2 separate regions of the Gossypium hirsutum genome follow, and region 1 is linked to region 2. The links are chromatin contacts, called in public Hi-C maps. All regions are on one chromosome and are shown on one strand. The core of a region is the stretch at or near the end of the contact, and the rest is flanking DNA. Distances in the headings are between cores, read along the strand shown. Region 1 holds the start of LOC107953410 (transcription factor HHO6). Region 2 holds the start of LOC107953403.

Region 1 (6,927 bases), core at 1,069-3,568, 170 kb before region 2:
GTACTAGTTCAAATCCACAAGATACTAGTGCTTAAGCAACTAAATTCACTATTGCTCTTCTCACGATTTAACTAGAAAAAAAGCTCTATTTTTCCTCGTGTTTTCAAAACCTCTAAATTACTTTGCATTAGTGGGGGATTGTTGGTAATGCAAAGGGTTGATGTTAGTGGGTATATCCCACATTGGTTAAGTACAATCTATCAAAAGAGTTTTTATATAGCTTTACTTCTTGCTCTCATTGAGTAATTGGGCCATAGACCTATAACAGTGCGTGCCGCCGTCGTTCGCCCATTTTTCGTATTTGTGTCTTTGACATGTATCGTGGGCGAAAATAGTGGCATAATTTCAAAACTGTTCCTGTGCTATATATTTTACTCTTTTGCCTCTGCCTATTTACCATTTTGCCTTTCCATTTTCAATATAAATAGAGGGTTGATTTCCTCATTTTTTACACATAGAAAGAAAACACAACACATTCAGAAAAACTCTTTCCTCCTCTTCCTTTCCAATTTTCTTAAACACTTTGTCGATTTTTCCCTTAAATCACTTTAGAGAAAATTTTGTCTAGGAGTCTAGGTTTTAAGCGGGACTGGTTGTGACCCATCCAAACTTTTCTGGAAATTAATCCTGTTGTGATTTCCCTGAGAAGAGCAACACCAATCGAGTTCTATCTTCCTTATTCGGGTGTATGAACATTGAAACATTATGTTAACTTTGGGGGACGACGTCCACTACACGATTATACCGATTAGGGCGAATTCGTTTCTAAGATAGTGATTTACCACGATACAATAAATTTCTAATTTCTTAATTTGTTATTTATTTTCCAATCAATCTTAACATATTTGTTTTGCAATAGCTAATTTTCAACTGTTGTGATTTATAGCCCATCAATTTGTGGCAACAAGTAGACTTTGAGATATATATATATATATGAATTTAGTAGGTGTAGTTTAGTATTTAAATTTAGATTTCGTAAAATTATAATAATGTTACATAATATTAAAGTCGCATATAATTATATATATTTAACATTATGCGTAACTTTAGATTTAGTTGTTGTTCTCTAATTTGATCATTTAATTTTAATACTTTTTTAATTTTAAAACTTTAGTTATGTCTCAAATGATAATTTTTAAATTCATTAACTAATATGGTGTGGTTTTTTGTGAGTATTATATAAAAAAATAACAGATTGATATTTGAAAATAACAGATTTTAACTTGACGAATTTAATGATTACAATATGGATTAGAAATGAAATTAAAAGGTTTAAAAACGGGGATAAATACCAAAAACGTACATAAACGAAGGTTTACTGTGCAATTATATACATGAACTTTGGTTTTGTGTAATTTTATACATGAAATTTTGATTTGATCCGATTCTTGTAAATTATTAACATAATTATTGATATAACATCATTTTATGTTTATATATTTATGTTTATAGATTGCATATATAAAATAATCATATTTATGCAATATAAAAATAAATTGATGTATTTATTTCTTTAAATGTGTATGATTAAATCAAAATTAAAGTTTCAAGTATACATTTGAACCACAATTAGAGTTTCACGTGTATAATTGCACCAAATTAAAGTTCATGCATATAATTGCATATTAAATCAAAATTCATGTATAATTTTGAAATTTAGCCAATGTACCGTTATTTTTAGGAATTTAGTTTTTCTACTTTTTTAGATTTCAAAATTCAAGTATTATTTTTTTTGTTAAATTTATCGGTGTTATATTTTGAAATAAAAAAAAACTCACTTGGTAGTATGTAACTAAAAAAAGATGTAATAATGAACTCAGAATTAACAAAATAATTTTAATAGTGTTAACGGTTGGACTTGAATTTTTAAATTTAAAAAGTCAAAGGACTAAATTCCTAAAAATAAAAGTACATAGATTAGATTCCAAATTTTTTAAAGAATACATGAACTTATAACATATTTTTAACCAAATTAAAAAATTAAATATAGAAATTAAATTTTAGAATAATGATGTTTAAAATGGGACTTAAACCACAAAATTAAAGAGATTATGCTTAGTTCTACACATGATTTTCATATTTATATAATTAATTTGAAGAAAATATTAGATAAATTGATTTTAAAATAAAATTGAATTTGGGAATTGGAATAAAGCTGGAATTAAGCTCTTCAAAAAAGAAATAAAAGGCTTAAGAGAGAGAATTAGGGAAAAAAAAGGGTGAGTGAACTCGGAGAAAAGAGTGAGTGAGAGATAGGATATGCGACGACGCGAAAGTGACTTTATAACCCAAAAACCGCAAACAGAATATTCGCCTTCTTAATTTCCATTCCCCTTTTCTCACCCGACTCCCTCTCCAAGCTACCCAAATTTTATTTTCCTTCATTTTCTCTCTCCCCAAACAGCAATCGCTTCTCTCTCACTCTTCACATACATCTCATTATTTCCAAATATATAAATAAACCAATTTAATTAAGAAATAGCTCCCTTTACCCTCTCTCTATATATTCATTCATAGATCTCGCCACTTCCTTTCTCATTTCACCTCCTTTTCTCTCAGCTTCAACAGATACCATAAAGGAATCAGAAGGAAAAATAAACCATAGGAAGCAAAAGGGTAGGATTGTGAGAGGAAAACCCAAAAGGATCAGAAATGGGTTCGGTTCCCCCAGAACTGAGCTTGGATTTTAGACCCACTTTTGTACCCAAAACGATCTGTACTTTTCTCAAGGAGGTTTCACTAATCGGCAACGTTCCTGACAAGGTTTCAAAACTCGATGCTTTTGTTAAAAGATTGGAAGAAGAAATGAGAAAGATCGATGCTTTTAAACGTGAACTTCCTCTTTGCATGCTCCTTCTCAACGATGGTTCGTTTCTTCAATCCATATAAATCACACCCCTATTTCCCCCCATTATTAATGGGTTCTCTTTTGATTTCCTTTTTTTTAAAGAAAAAAACCCTGCTCTCGGTTGCGAGTTTCAATTGAAAAACGTTTGTCTTTAGCTTTGTTTTTGGTTTTCTGATCGGTTCTATAACTTGGGTGTTTGTTGTTTTGGGACTCTAATTAAGCTATCAAATGTAAATTTGATTTTCTGTTTGATTGCAGCCATTGTAGCTTTGAAAGAGGAGTCAGTGCAATGTATGTCAAGAAATGTTGAACCAGTTTTAGAAGAGTTCATTCCATTGAAGAACAAGAAGGAAAATAATCGAAGTGAGGAAGATGGTGCCTTAATCACCAACAAAAAGGAAAAAGATTCTAACAACAACTGCAATAATAATAAGGACAAGAAAAATTGGATGAGTTCTGTTCAGCTTTGGAACACTGATGATGATTATAGTTCCATTAGTCACAAACTAGATTCTAAGGTACCTCAAAGTAAAGAGAAGATTGAACCACATTTAAGCTAAAGAATTGTAGTTTATAATGAAATAACAGTGCTAAAAATTGAATATTATTTGTTTGTTTTGCAACAGAGAAAGGACGGAGATTCATCTCAAGGATGTAAAAATAGGGGAACAGCAACAGCCTTTATGCCATTCAAGATGAATTTGGGTTTTGCAGTGAGGAAAGAAGAGAAAGAGGAGATACCAGTTCATGGATTAACGCTTTTGACTCCTGGAATCAAGAATCTGAAAGAGGAATCATGTTCTACGGGGTCTAGGACAAGTTGTAGCAGAGCAGTTTCTTCTTCTGCCCCCAATGCTCAGTCCACTTTTCGCTCTGTACCACAGCCACTGTCCCATCACCAGCAGCAGCAGCAACAACAACAACAACAGACTGCTAGGAAGCAAAGGAGGTGCTGGTCACCTGAGTTGCATCGCCGGTTTGTCAATGCCTTGCAGCAATTAGGAGGCTCTCAAGGTGAGCAAATGATGTTCCATTGGTAATGTACTTAGATTGTGACAATTTGGATTTTGTTGTTCTTAGATCTTCTTTTCCCTGTCTTGAGTTGGATTATATATTGTTCTAGTCATCTTAGATGAGAATTTAGAAGTTTGGTCAATGGGAAGATTAGATTTGCTAGAAACAGCACTTGTTTGTAGTGATTTTCGGTTCACTTATAACTCAGTCTGGTTATATTTTTAGAGGTGGAAAGTATAGATTCAAATCTGGCTAAGTAATATCTGTATGATTCTGTTGGGATCATTGGATTGAAGTGTTCTTTTTCCATGGCAATTCACTCTTTGATAATTTTACTTCAAAGTTTCTGAATCAAATTTCTTAAACTTTTTGCAGTGGCCACTCCAAAGCAGATTAGGGAACTTATGCAAGTAGATGGCTTGACCAATGATGAAGTTAAGAGTCATTTGCAGGTTGGTTCTTAGATTTATATATTTTTTTCTTGGTGGTTTGATCTCATGAAAGGAAAAAAGAGAATGTTTGGTGTCTTAATATTTTCCAGGATTAATGGTTATATGAAGGTTTTTTATGGATGAATATTTGATGGGAGAATTTTCCTGTGACTTTTCCAGAAATACCGACTTCACACAAGAAGACTTCCAGCTTCCACAACCAGTCCTGCGAATCAATCAGTCGTTGTTTTGGGGAGTGGTTTGTGGATGTCCCAGGATCAGTACGGAGAATCCTCGAAGGGGAGCAGTTCCCAGTCTGGCTCTCCTCAAGGACCTCTCCAGCTAGCCACAAACACTGGGGGGACCTCCAATCCGGGAGGTGACAGCATGGAAGATGATGAAGATGCAAAATCTGAAAGCTATAGCTGGAAAAGCCATATTCACAAACCTGGGAAAGATGATGTATAGAGTGTTTATCCACCATGAATTTTGCAGATATAAAGTATACATGGGAGGAGTTGGCGATCATAAAAATTACAATACACTATTACTATATTATACATAAAAGGAGAAGGATGTTGAGAAATGAGAGAGGCTGTGAAAATTTTGCAGGATTAGCTTTCCTTCGATATCGAATCAAGTTTATTTTTTTTTGGTTTTCTTCCGGAACCAGTACAAGAATTCCAATTATATATCATCCATGTTTTCACCATTGGAAGAAATATGAGCACTGCAGTATTCCCATATCATAAAGCTTAGCTTCTCCTTTACTTGCTCTATTACATTGAACCTCTGTTGTGCTAGTGCTTTTGATACTGTTTTGAGGTTATAGAAAATTGTTGTCAAAAGTTGCCTTTGTTTTGCAGTATTCTTTTTGTCTGACAAGGCTTTCCTAGTCCTAACTTAAGCCATAGACAATTGATTCATGTGTCTGGTCCTTCTGAAGTTTGTCCTTTTTTCACTCGAGACTTGTTTGAGAGAGTGTTTTCTTAAGGAGAAAGATGAAAGCTTGGTAAATGCCACCACAGGTGGCTTCTCGTATTTGATACGAGAGATTGCATCACCAATCTGGGGTTTTGTTAGGTTGTTTCATATGATCAACCTTAAAAATGATATATAGTAAATCATACATTTTTTAATGTATTTATGTATTCATATTCATAATATAAATTACTATGAGGATAGACAACATTTGTTAACCTTATTAATATCAGTGATTTGGTAAATACAATGAGAAAACGGAAGATCCCAACTTATCTTGGGAATAAGATTTTAGGGTTAATATTCCCTTACTTGTGTCTTATGTTTACGTACAAAATATGTCTCAAAATTATTCCAAAATGCACTTTTTTTCTTCTTCTGAAAAGACAAGACAAGTGGTTGGCATATTCTTCCAGATTTTTTGCAAAGTGACCAAAATTCTCAAATTGGAAGACTGTTTGGCAAACACAAGTTTCATGATGATAAAAACTTGTAGCTATTAATCAATTTCTGCCATAAATTTTAAATATATATATTTACTTGTTGATTAACTTTAGCTTTTAATCAATAATTGGGTGCTGACAGCCATAAATTAAAATAACAATTTCTTTTACCCTGTATGGTAATTTCTTTTATATAGTTACCAACACGGTAATTTTAACTTATGTTTTAAGAGAAATTACGTGAAAAACATGTGTGATTTGTAAAGGCATTAAGCAGCTGACCATGTAATTATATGGGTGTGTCCCCAAAACAAGGTCTTAACTAGTCAAACTGTTCAAAAACACCCAAGGGCCAAGGGGTTTTGTTTATTTACCTAAGCCACTCATATCCCACTATAAAACACAATCACTTGGAATGTTTATCTAAAGGATCAAGAAAAAAGAGTCCCTCTCACCCCCAAAATAATAGAGAGAATCTTGTAGACAATGTACAATTAAATGGACCCTACAAGGAGAGCTCCACTATCATATATATAACTTCATATTTAATATTAGAAATGAAAAACCAAAAGAATCTGAAACATATTTATCAGATAATTTATATATGGTATTAATTGGTTTGGTAGGAGTGACTGGAAATGATGGAAGTTAGTCATTAAATTTCCTTTCTAAACAGGCTTAACTAAGGCATTTATATTCATATATTGTTAAGGGATGGATTAAGTGATAACATTTAGAAATACAAAATAAGTACCTAATTCTTTTTAGAGAAGAAGACAATGGATTGAATATATGCACATTAAGCTACCTTCAGTTCACATGGCAAAGCTTAACAAAATTACATGCATGCATTTGTTTTTGGTCCCACAAAGGGAAACTATTCATATCAAAGATTCCTTGAAAGACCAGCCATAGGTTATGATCCTTGAGAAAGCATAATGATGCAAGTTTTAACTGGAAAGGGAAGTATTTGGTGACAAAAAGCAAACCCCAAGAACACCAGCTTAACAGAATATTACTTTGAATTCTAACCAGCTAGGAAATCGCAAGTGTTTTTTTTTTTACTGAGTTGTAATCATCATTAAGATTATTTACCTTGTCCATGCTTGAGGAAACAACATTGAGTTCAATTATAATGTAATCTAAAGTGAAATGTTTTATTTTATAAAGAAATCTTTGGTGTCCAAGAATTTTTTTTAAAAAAAGTATT
Region 2 (7,331 bases), core at 1,960-4,459:
TTGAGCTGCAGACATTGTTCTGAAAATCATGAAGTACATGTTTATCTCGAAGGCAAGATCTAACAAAATATGACCTCATTGTTCAGTTGAGTCTCCAAATCATCAAATAAGGGGATTATCTCCTGTTTGATACACATTTTCTCCACTTCCAAACACAGATTTCAATTACCTTAATCCATCAGAATTGCATGAGCTGTTGTCATGTCTTCTTTCCATGTTTGTTGGTTATCAGAAACTTATCTCCTGTTTCCTTTTCATAATTTTGATTAAGAATCCTATTATAGTAATTCAAGGTAACATGGAAAATGATATCTGGATCAATGTCGTGGTAAATATTTACCAATAAATGTGCTTCTCATTAAAAGATCAATGTAACTTGAAATATCTAAATCTAACAATTAAATTTTTATTAACGGTAAACATTTTTTAGACTTCCAATCTCTCCTACCTATATAGAGACACAGCTTTATATTTACACCCAACCATTTTATGAAAGGAAGGCCACAACTGATCTAACTCTCGTTGCACCCCTCTTCTATTATCATGCTGCAAAAGCAACGTCATAGAAAGCTTGACATGATCCCCAGGGTGACCAAAAATGTAACTTGAAATATCTAAATCTAACAATTAAATTTTTATTAACGATAAACATTTTTTAGACTTCCAATCTCTCCTACCTATATAGAGACACAGCTTTATATTTACACCCAACCATTTTATGAAAGGAAGGCCACAACTGATCTAACTCTCGTTGCACCCCTCTTCTATTATCATGCTGCAAAAGCAACGTCATAGAAAGCTTGACATGATCCCCAGGGTGACCAAATATGTTAAGAGCCTAGATGAGACATCATGTTTGTCCCCATTTTTACCCCCTTAACTTACCAAGTAGAAGTCACAAGAAGGAAAAGAAAAACCCCACAAACTTATGCAACAGCTCAACTCTCCTTAGTGATACACTTAATAATTTTCCCTAAATTATTATCAGAAATCTGGAGCACTAGGATATCTAATAATCATAACCCAACTTTATGCAAACTCGCATCTAAAGAGAAGAAGACCCAGAACCTGCTGTCCTAATAAAAGGAGTATCTAGATGCAAGTAAGGCTCGAATTAGCAGCAGTTATACAGAAATCAATTGGCTGGGTTAAGAATATGAGGTTGGTGGTATATTGGAATACTAACAAAAATAACATGATGTTGGATTGTCTTGTGTGAAAAAGCATGCTAGGATAGTCATTTAATTCTTTTTGAGCAGTAGGGGATTGGTTTCTAATTACAGGGCAAAAGCATCAGGTTCCTAATAGAATTACATAAAACTGGATTGGGAAACAAAGATAGTAGGTAATTTAGAAAAAGAAAGAGGCAATCAAACACAGAATGGTATTAGCTGTCATGAGTTTATCATGATTATGCTGCAGAAACCAAGGAACTCAAAACTTGCATTCACTGAAAGACCATTAGAAAACCTAAAAGCACAAGTGTATTTATAAATATAAAGGATGTTTTGGGTTTCTTTTGCTTCATTTTTGGTGTCCTGGTTGTAGAGCTCCCACCCACTAAATTAGCCATTCCTAATATGAATCTAACTGGTATAACTAAGGCTTTGTATAGCAGATAGTGTGAACCATTTAGTACTCAACTCCTTTTTGCAGATTCATATGGGAAGAACATAAGTAATTTTCAGTGTATTTCTGCCATAGAAATATTTGCAATTAGCAGTTAAACTTTAGAAATCGCGTTTCACCCATGAGGTGCTCACCTGATTAAGCATCCACTTCAAGCCAACTGCAGCTGTGCACTCATTTTTTGAGGCACTACTCATCCAGTCTAGGTTATAAATTTTGTCCAAAGTCTCAAAAATTGTTGACACATTACTCCTCCTAACTTTGACAGAAAATATCTCCCCATTTGAGCTTATGTTAGTATGATTGTTCAATAATGTCTCGAACCATCCACTCCCGGATCTCTGCATTGACATAATGGCAAAATACTGGACTGGGTTGCACGCACATTCAGCCCTAATCACACACAAAAAATTAATCCCATATTTATATCTGAAAACTGAAACCAAACTTAGGAGGACTAAAATCATTCTCTTACCTGCTATAAGTTTTGGGGTTCGGATAGTGTACGTAAGGAATTTCCCATGGCTCAATATTAGGTTCTGGACAGGGCTTTTGGACCACTCTAAAATTCAAAAATTCAGTGGTGCTGCCAGTGCTTATTTGCTTCAAACAAATCGTGCAGATATACACTCCACAAACCATTACAAAAAACAATACAACCGTCCTCAACACCAATGGAGACTTCTTTGACGACTTTAGGATGAAAGAATCCTGAAATTCAATGAATCTGCCAGATATTAATAACAAATTATACCAATAAAGCAAAAAAAAAAAGATAAAACAAAGCAGAACTTTGTTATTGATAAGTCATTAAATGGAGCTTGTGAAAGAGATGATGTGGGCATTCTTATAGCACTGAACTGAACTCTGATCTGATTTAGCTAGAAGACTCAGCTGTGAGTTGAGCAATACATTAATTGGTTTAATTTAATATGCAATTAGAATTAATTGATTAATCACGTTTAACGTAAATAAATAAACCAACATGCACATAAATATCAAAGAACATATCTTTCATGAAAATGAAATCTGGGTATTGTGAATTGACGATAGAAAACAAGCCCCGCTCAAGATATGGGTTTACAATACAAAGATCAGTTTTCTGTGCGTGTGCACGGAAAAATAGATCAGTATATTCGCATGACACTAAAATATGAAAAATGAAATAATTAATAGAATCTTTAATCTCACTCAAGATAACGACAATGAAACCCCCCAAAAAAACACACTCCTACAAAAGGGAAAAGGGGGGGGGGGAACTGACCTTGGTGAAGAAACAGAGATCGTCGGCCATGACTATGAGAGCTCAAAAAGTAAAGCAATCAAATGGCATTGGCAACTCCTTTATCAATGGGATTTTGTTGTTCACTCAAATGATAAAAAGGGAAGAAGCTAATAGCTTTGATCTTTCTTATCTTTCAAACAAAACTGGAATTCTTTATTTTGATTTTAAATGAAAGTAGAAAAGGAATGAGATTAATTATGGCGGAGATTAGAACAAAATGATTGAAGGCTGTTTGTTTGTTCCTAAATCCCGTTTCTGAAGCAACGCTCACTCTGCTTTGCTTTCTGCACATCCTTTACAGTCACATAACCCCTTTTTAATAATCGTAGCTGCGAGTACGGAGCAAGCACAAAACGATGGCGTTTTGTGGACAGGTTCCGTTTTAATTATGTGATGATGACTTGTTGGTAACGGACTTATGCTTTTTATAAAAGGACCATTTGTTTAAAAAATGTTACTTTAATTCTTTTTCATTAACAAAAGCAAGCTTTTTTAACCTTGTAATAAATTATGGTCTCACATACCTTTCCATTCCTTCGCTTTCTCTTTATAATATTGTGATCAGATGTGTACTTGATTTAGATCCCTCAATTTCTCATGCATTATGTACATTTTGTTTTTTTTTATTAATTATAATAAAAATTATTAAATATATTAATTTTTTACACAACTGCGACGTATTTATTAAATTATGGAGGGAGTCAATCATATATATATAATCATGGATGAAAATCTTGAATTAAAAAAAAGGGAAAATTTGTATAAAAAAAACAATATTATCCTTGGACAAAGCAATGGGTTATTTAAAATTTAATAAGTTAATCATGTCATTTTAAGCAGATGGTTAAAAGAATAAAATACTAAATTTATGATAAAATTAAAACAAAATAGAGCTTTGGTAATAATGCTTCTTTTTTTTTTATAATTTTCCATGAGTTGGAATTCGATTGATGAGTGTTATCATTAATTAACTAGACTAGTAGTATTAAGAGTTAATTTGCCATAAATATATATTGGGAATTAAATTAATCAAGTTATTTGTTTTGAAAAAAAAAAGAAATAATTATAAAATAATTACAAAAACAATTGTAATCCGTTTTTGAAGAATTACGTAAGATCTGGTTCGATAAAATTAGTCGAGCTTTATTGCCTCACAGAACATTTCGGATAATATTATCACAGCTCAAGAGGTAATCCATACGATGAAGCAAACCAAGATTAAAAAGGGTTAGATGGTGGTAAAGGTTGATCTTGGAAAAGCTTACAACAGGCGATTATGCTATGTGTCTTGTCTGCCTCAATGCAACTTTTTGGGAATGGTTTTATTTCTGATTCGTTCATTCCAACAAGAGGTGTTCGGCAAGGTGATCCTCTGTCAACATATCTTTTTGTTTTGTGTATGGAATTGTTAGGCCACTTAATTGAAGCGACAGTTGATCAGCAGCTATGGGAACCAATAATGCTTTCTCATTGAGCGCTAGGTGTGTCACATCTATTTTTTACAAATGATTTAGTGTTGTTCTGTAGAGCTGATGACTCAGGAGACGTTTGTCTCAAGCATGTCTTAGACACCTTTTTTCATTTTGCTGGTCATCGTGTTAACAAGCAAAAGACTCAAGTTTTCTTTTCATCTAATGTTAGGGACGAGGAAGCTAGGAGTGTATGCTCTAAACTTGGCTTTACAAGGGCCAGTGATATGGGGAGATACCTCATAATGCCTTTCTTTCACGATAGAGTAGGGATTAATATGTTTCAATTCATACTGGACAAAGTTATAGCTCAACTTTTTGAGTGGGATGTGTGCAAGCTATCATTAGCAGGTCATCTGACATTAGTAAAGTCTGTTTTGCTGTCGATTCCTAATTATTTCATGTCAACTGCAAGAATTCTTGTTGTAATGAAATTGAAAAATTGGCTCATGCTTTTTTTGTGAGGGTCTTCTATTTCTATTCAGAAACCATCTCTAGTCAACTGGAATATCTGTTATCGGTCTAAAGATAATGGTGGTCTGGGAATCCAAAGTTTGCAAGTTCAAAACAAGTTGTTCCTTATGAAGCTTGGCTTCAATTTGATTGCTAATCCTGGTGCGTTTTAGGTTAGAATTTTAAGAAATAAATATAGTATCCATAGTTTGGTACTTGATGATATTCAGCGTAGTAACCCATCTTACTTATGAAGGTTTGTGATGCACATTTGGGATGAAGTCAAAAATGGCATTATCTGGATTATTCGGGATGGTCGCCTAATCAATTTCTGGAACGATGATTGGGTGCTAGAGATTCGTCCTCTACAACAATTCTATCTTGGACCCGGGGAGCTGAATGACACGATTTTAGTAAGTAAAGTGGCTCTCTTGGATGGAATCTGGAATATACCGTGGTTATCTTCAGTTCTCCCTAGAGGAATTTTAACACATATTCTTGCACACTAAGTGCCTACTAGTGGAGTCGATTCACACTTTGTTTCCTGGAAATGGACATCGACAGGGAAGTTCTCTGTCATGGAGTCTTACAAACATTTTTTTTTGTTGCGGATGATTCAGGACATTTTAGGGGCAACAAGCTAATATGGAAGATTACGGCCCCCTCAACGAGTCAGGATGTTTTTGTGGTTGCTTATTCATGGTCGGCTACTAACAAATGAGGAGCGTGCTAGACGAGGTATGACTCAGGTTCCATTTTACGAGCAATGTGGTGCCATTTTGGAACCCACATTGCATGTTGTTAGGGATTGTTCTTTTGCAAAATCAGTTTGGAAAGCAGTTGTTCCTATGAAATATTGGATATGCTTTTTCATTTCCTCTTGAAAGATGGATCACGTGTAACTTAAAGAATGAAGGTAATTGTGCATTTGGTTGTGGACAATGGGAGGTTTTTTTGGGGATTGTTTGTTAGTTTGTTTGGAAAAGAAGAAATATTATTTCCTCAACTACCACATGGACTAAATCATTGCAAATAGGAGGGGCAATTGAAATATGGGCGTGCAGTGAATAGTTGGCAAAATTCAACCTTCAAATGGATCAAAATTAGTGTTGATTGATCGTTATCAAGGAGTGGTTCAAGAGAAACAATCGAGGAGTAGCGAGGGGACCAAGCAGTGGTTGGTTGTTTAGTTTCAAGATGGCAATAAGTATAACAGATATTTCCCAAATTGAAGCTAGAGCGGTTCTTAAAGGGTTGAGACTAGCTTGGGATAAAAGTTTTACACAAGTCGAATTGGAGAGTGACAATGCTTTGCTTATTGAGGTTCTTCAAACCAGACTTGCAAAGGTTAACAATGTTGTTGAAATTTAGATGATTAACAACTTGTATTCTAGAGATTGGAAAGTAAAATTCAGAACATTTGAAAAACCAATAACAAAGTGACAGATTACCTAGTCAAGACAATTAGTGATGATATCGATCGTTTAGATCCGCCGTCCAAGATCAAGATTTTGTTAAAAGAGGATACCTGTTTGACCATTCTTATATAGTCAAGTAGAAATTAGTTTATTTAGTTTAGTTTTTACGCTTGGCCTATTTTCCTTTCTACCAAATAAAAAAAAAGAAATAGGTCATATTTTGAATAATAGGTCATGCTTTCGCTTGCATTACATTTAATATTGTGAAAGAGAATATTTTGATTCTTGTAATAACCTTAGCTTTTGGGTCTCAAAAGTTCGAAAAATCAAGACCATCCATTTTTTTAACGTTGAAATCAATGGTAAAAAAATTTAAATAAAAATAAATAAACGATAATATTATCGTTTGCTCCTCCCCTAAATAAACCCTCCCACTTTCATCCAATTCTCAATCAATTTAATCAAACCATTTCTCTAAATTTCATTCTCAAATTCCTTTTTCTCTCAATTATCAATCTCAATCTCTAAATACTTTTTTTTTATTTTCTCTTAATTACCAAAAATTAGTAATTTCGTGCCTTTAATCGATTTTTATGGTCTCAAATTCCTTAAGAAATATAAGGTAATTCCTTTTGTTTTAAGTGTTAAAAAATTTCGAATAGTAGGTTTTAGTTCTTGCACCTATTATTATATTATTGATGTTTTAGAAAGATAAGTAATTTTTATGTTAACTATATTGGTATTTTAATAATATTGTAGATTATAAATTTATTGTTTTGTTAAATAAATTATTTGTATATTATTATATTTAATTTAATAAACTTTGCAAATTTTAAAAATGTGAAACACCAAAGTTGCAATCTAAGAATCCAACAGATGAATGTCTTCGTATTGATGATTCTGACATCTTCAGATATGAGCTTCCCAACAACGTTAAGAAACCACTACGCAACCAGGTGGTTGTACTTTTTGCTTTCTCTTCTTAACCAAAAATGGGATACATATTAATAGCAAATGTTAATGAACTTAGAGCGAACTTAGAGCAAATGTCTGTACATCCTCAAACTAAGTATATAA

What was found. A called contact is a pair of places that touch in the nucleus more often than the background predicts.
Region 1: a Hi-C map of leaf shows a contact between it and region 2, with 2.3 times the contacts expected there. The contact joins the promoter of LOC107953410 here to the promoter of LOC107953403 in region 2. A contact is called at or near these places in 3 of 34 Hi-C or Micro-C datasets (leaf and petal).

The regions. Positions count from the first base shown.
Region 1 is chrD12:3,390,523-3,397,449 of Gossypium_hirsutum_v2.1, reverse strand. LOC107953410 (transcription factor HHO6) reads left to right here and starts at 2,318. Exons shown (of 5, transcript XM_016888715.2): 1 at 2,318-2,866; 2 at 3,107-3,366; 3 at 3,475-3,862; 4 at 4,238-4,314; 5 at 4,474-5,039. The coding sequence starts at 2,653. The coding sequence ends at 4,761.
Region 2 is chrD12:3,225,438-3,232,768 of Gossypium_hirsutum_v2.1, reverse strand. LOC107953403 reads right to left here and starts at 3,209. Exons shown (of 6, transcript XM_016888709.2): 1 at 2,894-3,209; 2 at 2,105-2,340; 3 at 1,764-2,022. The coding sequence starts at 2,923.